Linked DNA regions of Mus musculus: region 2 is linked to region 1. A link is a contact called in public HiChIP or PLAC-seq data. All regions are on one chromosome and are shown on one strand. The core of a region is the stretch at or near the end of the contact, and the rest is flanking DNA. Distances in the headings are between cores, read along the strand shown.

Region 1 (2,674 bases), core at 60-2,559:
GAGTGTCACCACGGAGTCATTGCCTGTGGGACAGGAATGGTGAGTGAGGTGGGCATGGCCACTGGAGGGTCTCCAGGGCAGGACCTTGCCCTTGGACTCTGATGAACACAGGTCAAGGTCACACTCTCCTTGCCTTAGGTATGCAGAAGTGACCCTTGGGACCTCTAGGTTTTTTGAAGAGGCGCCTTAGTTTGAATCAAAGTCTCAGAGCCCATGGTTGAAAGGACTTGTGTTTGTTGTCAGGAGGAAGGGAGCTCACCTTAATGTCTTCTACATTGGTCCCCTGGCTCCAGGCTCTTGTTTCTTATTTAAGTTATGTATATGAGTATGTATGTGTATGTGGCTATATCTTCAGACACACCAGAAAAGGGCATTAGATCCCATTACAGATGGTTGTGAGCCACCATGTGGTTGCTGGGAATTGAACTCAGGACCTCTGGAAGAGCAGACAGTGCTCTTAACCGCTGAGCCATCTCTCCAGCCCTCTATTATTATTATTTTTTTTAAAGATTTAGGGTTTTTTATGGGTATGAGTGTTTTGCCTACATGTATGCATGTGCATTATATGCATGCCTGCCTTCAGGGTCAGAAGAGGGTGCCAGAGAGCCTGAATCTAGAATGATGAACAATTGTGAGCTGCCCAAAAGGATGCTGGGAACTGAGCCAGGGTCCTATGAAGAGCAGCCAGTGCTCAGGACTGCTGAGCCATCAGTCTAGTCCCTGGGCTCTGCTCTTAACAGGGCTGCCCAGGAGTCTCCAGGGCAACTAATTGCTTGCATATGGTCAGGCTCTCTAGTGAACCCGGGTATACAATAGCTTTATGCTGAATCCCAAAGGCTGCTTTGCCTCCTGATACAGACAAGGCTGTCTCCACCTATGATTTAGACATCACAGAGCCCTGGGAAGTATGCAGCCTCCGCTACTGCAGCTCCCGCTATAAATGACACAAATGATCCAGGAACGAGGATGATTCTATCAGGGACCCCATGAGTCACCATCTGCAGTCTGTATTTCCCAGAAGATTATAAACAAAACTGGAATACATTTGCTTACTAGACCCTGACTGAGAACGGGCCATGATTCGCCCAATGGCCATGACTCATTTGTCAACTGATGACATCAGGTCAGTCAGGGTGACACTTGCCTCAACCGTTGCTGATTGCTTTTATCTTTCTCTGATTTAAAAAAAAAATAGTGCCTTTAAAAACGTTCTGATGAACCTGGGGCTGAGAGGACAATGTTGTTCCCTCTCATGATCTCTGCCTGCAGCCAGACATCTTTATTTGAGGCAGATGTTTTCCCTGGCTGGTAGGCAGATGGGGTCTATATCCCAATGGAGGGGAATTTGGGGGGACCTTCCTCCAGGCTGGGCCAGAGCAGAATCTGTAAATAGATGGTTTCTCAGAAAGGTTACTGCATGGTCCCTGAAGAGCGAGGAAGGGTGGGAGAGAGAGAGAGGGAGAGGGATTGGAGGAGGCTGGCTTGAGGATAATTGTTGACAGCCCTCTTTGCACACAAAATTGAAAATGGAAAAACAAAACAAAACAAAAACAAAACAACAACAACAAAACCCACGCCAGGGCAAACAGAAAACAAAAATTAAAAAGGCCAGCGCTGTCAAGGAAAGCTGTTTTCTGAAAAGTTCCAGTGCTTCCTGTGGTCATGGGAAAACCTCAGCAGAGATTTCCGCATTAGACAAGATCTCTCTGCGTGGCCCTAGCTGGCCAGGCACTCACCAAGTACAGCACGCTGACTTCAGACTCAGAGATCTGCCTGCCTCTGCCTCCTGGGTGCTGGGATCAAAGGCATGCCTGTACCGTCACACCCAGCCAAGTTTTTAATCAAATAAAAGAATCCTAAAGTTTATATGAAAAGATACTCCTTAGGAATTAATCACCAAAAGGCAGGCATGATAAAGTGCTCCAGTAATACCAGCACTCTGGAGGCCTGGAAAATCTCTGAGAGTTCGAGGCCAGCCTGGTCTACCTACATAGGGAGTACCAGGGCCACCAGGGCTACATAGAGAGAGCCTATTTCAACAACAACCAAAAGAAAGATTTTTTTTTCGAGACAGGGTTTCTCTCTATAGCCCAGGCTATCCTGGAACTCACTCTGTAGACCAGGCTGACCTCGAACTCTGAAATCCACCTGCTTCTGCCTCCCAAGTGCTGGGATTAAAGGCGTGGGTCACCACCGCCCCGGTAAAGATAACTTTTAAATAAAACAAAGTAAAAATATATATAAAAAAAAAAAAGTAGTGCATCTTTAAGTACCATAATCAAAGTATTAGGCTGTTGCGCGAGAGCAGGCAAAATGCTTAAAACAGAGGAGGGTACAACTGTTTTTAATTCCGAGATTGCTGCCTGGGATGGGTAACCTTGTCGCTTGATGGCTTAGTGATGCCCAGGAGGTGAGAGAATCCTAGTAGATCTCGAAGGCGCTGACCTGTCAGTAGATTAAGCACCACTGGATTCAATTTGAACAGTTGGGACATTGTGGAAGATCCCTTTAGCCAGAGGAAATGGATCACTTGGGGGGTGGGTCTTAGAAGAGCATATCCTGCCGAGGCCCCGCCCACCACGATGCCCCGCCTTCCCACAGCTCAGAAACCTGAGGCCAAAGACAGCCCACTGTCCTAGCAAACCAAGAGCCAAACTACACCCAATTATAAGTT
Region 2 (2,674 bases), core at 90-2,589, 800 kb after region 1:
TTGTGGGAGTTGATTCTCTCCTTCCACCAAGTAGGTCACGGGGATTGAACTCGGGTCATCAGGCTTAGCTGCAAGCATCTTTATCCACAGAGGCACCCTCCTGGACTCATTTTATGAGTCAGTATCTCCCTATGTAGCCAATGCAGATCTCTAATTAATGATTCTCCTGCCTCAGCTTCATGAGTGCTGGGATTATAGGTGTGTGTTTGAATGACCAGAAAATTCTTTTTCTCCTTATTCCTCTTCCTCCTCCTAATGTTGTTGTTGTTGTTCTTCTTCTTCTTCTTCTTCCTCTTCCTCTTCCTCCTCTTCTTCCTCTCCTCCTCCTCCTCTTTCTTCCTTTAAGACATAGTCTCACTGTGTATCCCTAGCAAGCTTAGAACTCAATAAGTAGACGTGGCTGAACTTGAACCCACAAAGCTCTGCCTGCCTTTGCCTCCTATGTACTGGGATTAAAGATATGACTGGCAAATGCACGTGCCTGTTGAGGTGACTTGGACACTGCAGCAGTCACCTATGTGCCTGTTTCAGCAATGTCAGCCTTGTAGGAAGTGGGACACAGCCGACTGGCTTGTGGGGAGCAATAGTACTTTGAACAGGGGGTGGTAAATGGTAAGACTGAAGAGGGCATGAGGCTGAGACAAAGAATTTGAACTTGGCCAATCAAGTCTCAAGAGAGCCACCCCACAAACACACCTGAATCCCGTCCCATCTCAGGCTCTGCTTTGCAGTTGTGTCTCAGCAGATCTCAGCACATAATAACTTAAGACAAAGTCAACTCGTGTGACTGCCTTAGGGAGCAAATTGCATTCTGGGAAGTCAGATGAGTGACAGGCCACTGCCTTCCCAAAGTTATCACGGCCACTGTGCTGTGGTGTAATCAATACTGCCCACCCTCTGGAAGGTACAGCTTAAGCAGGAAGTGACTCTGGTCACTTCTGGTTGAATACCTCTTCAGCTTTTGTTCCTGGGACCCAACATAGAAATAACAACAGGATTTAAAGACTGACGGACCCAGGCAATGAGTAACTCCAGGAAGATCTGAAGCAATTTTTAGCCTGGGTGCAGAAAGGCAGCGAGTCCCAAGAAGAAAAGGTGCGTTCTGAGCCTGGGAAGAAAGCCAGCGCTGTGTCCATCAAGACGCAGGTGGTCCAGCCCCTGCTTGGTCCTCCCTCCTGCAGAAGTCAGGGACCCAGTGTGATCTACCTCCTCAGTGAACCTTGTCCCTGTGGAGAAGTGGGTACAACTGACTGCTGGGGCAGTCTCCCCCAACCCCAGCAACTAGACACAGAGAGTGAGGCCAGCTTTCCTACCTCAGCCTGGCTCCCTTCCTACAGCTGCCTGCATCCCTATCTGCTGTCCATGGACTAGTGGCTTCTGTGTGGCCAGGAAAGACTGACTTAGTGGTGGAGAGTCTCTGGATGGGTTACTATGGAAACAGACCCATGGTTTACAAGACCCTCTGTAGAATCCAAAATAAATTCAAGACCACCCAGCCCCTTCCCCCTTTCCAAACTAGTGGCCAAAAAGGCCAGACTAAGCCTGCAGCTGCCACAAAAAGATTAGCAGTTCCCAGAAATATTCCCCTACCCCACCCCACACTGAATTCTGAGAAAAACCACAAACCGCCCTGACCTTGTCACTAGAATTCCCCTTGACCATGACGTTAATAGCTGTGATGTTAATAGCTGTGACGTTAATAGCTGACCAATAAGTTCAAAATGTACTGCTGCTTTGCTGATAACCCACCATAAGGGCAGGCAGAGTGAGTCACTAGGCCAAAGGTAGTCACCCAGTGCAAACCAACCAATGCCTGAAAGGGTTACTTGCTACACCAATGAGAATAAGCCAGCTAGTCCTGTTGCCTAAATCTGCCCCTTACAAGGTATAAAAAGTGTGTTCTTTTTTAACTCAGAGTCTCTCCTCTTGTCTGCGTGCTTAGGAGGGTCCCCAACGTGTTGGATCAATTAAAAAAAAAAAAAAACCTCTTGCAGTTTGCAATGATGGCGATCTCTGTGGTCTTTGTGAGTGAGGGTCTTTTGGCAGACTCCAACAGCACAAGTCCCTCTTGAGAGCAGGGACCACATGTAGGGGTTCAGGACATCTAATAGGCTGTCCTGCCTAACAGGAGGGGAGGTCAGAGGCCCAGGCTACCTTTTCCTCTTCTCTCCTTCCTCTCTTTGGTCCTTTATCTTTTCTCTCATCTCCTTCCTCTTCCCTCTTCTCTTTTTCTCTTTTTTTTCTGAAACAGGTCTCACCCTGTAGGACAGACTAGGCTGGAATCCATGGTAATCCTGCCTCAGCTCCTGAGTCCAGAGGCCACCAGGGAACCTATCCCGGACTCTAGCTCCTGCGTGCTCCCACCTGCATGTCTCCACAGCCTTCCTGACTGGGCTCTACCTGGCCAGCCCTCTGTCCTCTGCTGCCTGGGCCTTTATGCCTGTTACCTCTGCAAACCTTGCCTCAGAGTTCCCTCTGTCCCTATCCCAGCTTGTCTCTGGATAACATCCTTTCACCTTTGGGTGTAGAGCAGCCTTGGCCTTTATCACAGCTGTGAGCCATGAGCAGGCTGGTTTCCTGTGACACACGACTGGGATGCAAGCACATGTGACTTTCTGAGACTGTGGCAGAACGGCTGTGCATCACCTAGACTTTATATATGGATTACACGTTG

What was found. HiChIP or PLAC-seq counts read pairs in DNA pulled down with a chosen protein or histone mark.
Region 2: a contact with region 1 is called in an HNF4G HiChIP or PLAC-seq map of pancreatic cancer cells. The contact joins two enhancer-like sites. A contact is called at or near these places in 1 of 115 datasets of contacts at active chromatin or transcription factors (pancreatic cancer cells) and 2 of 9 other capture datasets (adipose tissue and liver).

Annotation. Positions count from the first base shown.
Region 1 is chr17:31,308,677-31,311,350 of GRCm38.p6, forward strand. All of the region lies in intron 3 of Slc37a1 (solute carrier family 37 (glycerol-3-phosphate transporter), member 1), which reads left to right. Among named protein-coding and RNA genes, the nearest start is that of Slc37a1, 14 kb to the left of the region's middle. Within about 2 kb of position 1,310, at least 57 of the 459 cell types and tissues checked have an H3K27ac peak or open chromatin away from gene starts, as enhancers often do. A contact at or near this core is called in pancreatic cancer cells, where this site is marked.
Region 2 is chr17:32,107,197-32,109,870 of GRCm38.p6, forward strand. No RefSeq gene overlaps it. Among named protein-coding and RNA genes, the nearest start is that of Gm30729, 4.5 kb to the right of the region's middle. Within about 2 kb of position 1,340, at least 40 of the 459 cell types and tissues checked have an H3K27ac peak or open chromatin away from gene starts, as enhancers often do. A contact at or near this core is called in pancreatic cancer cells, where this site is marked.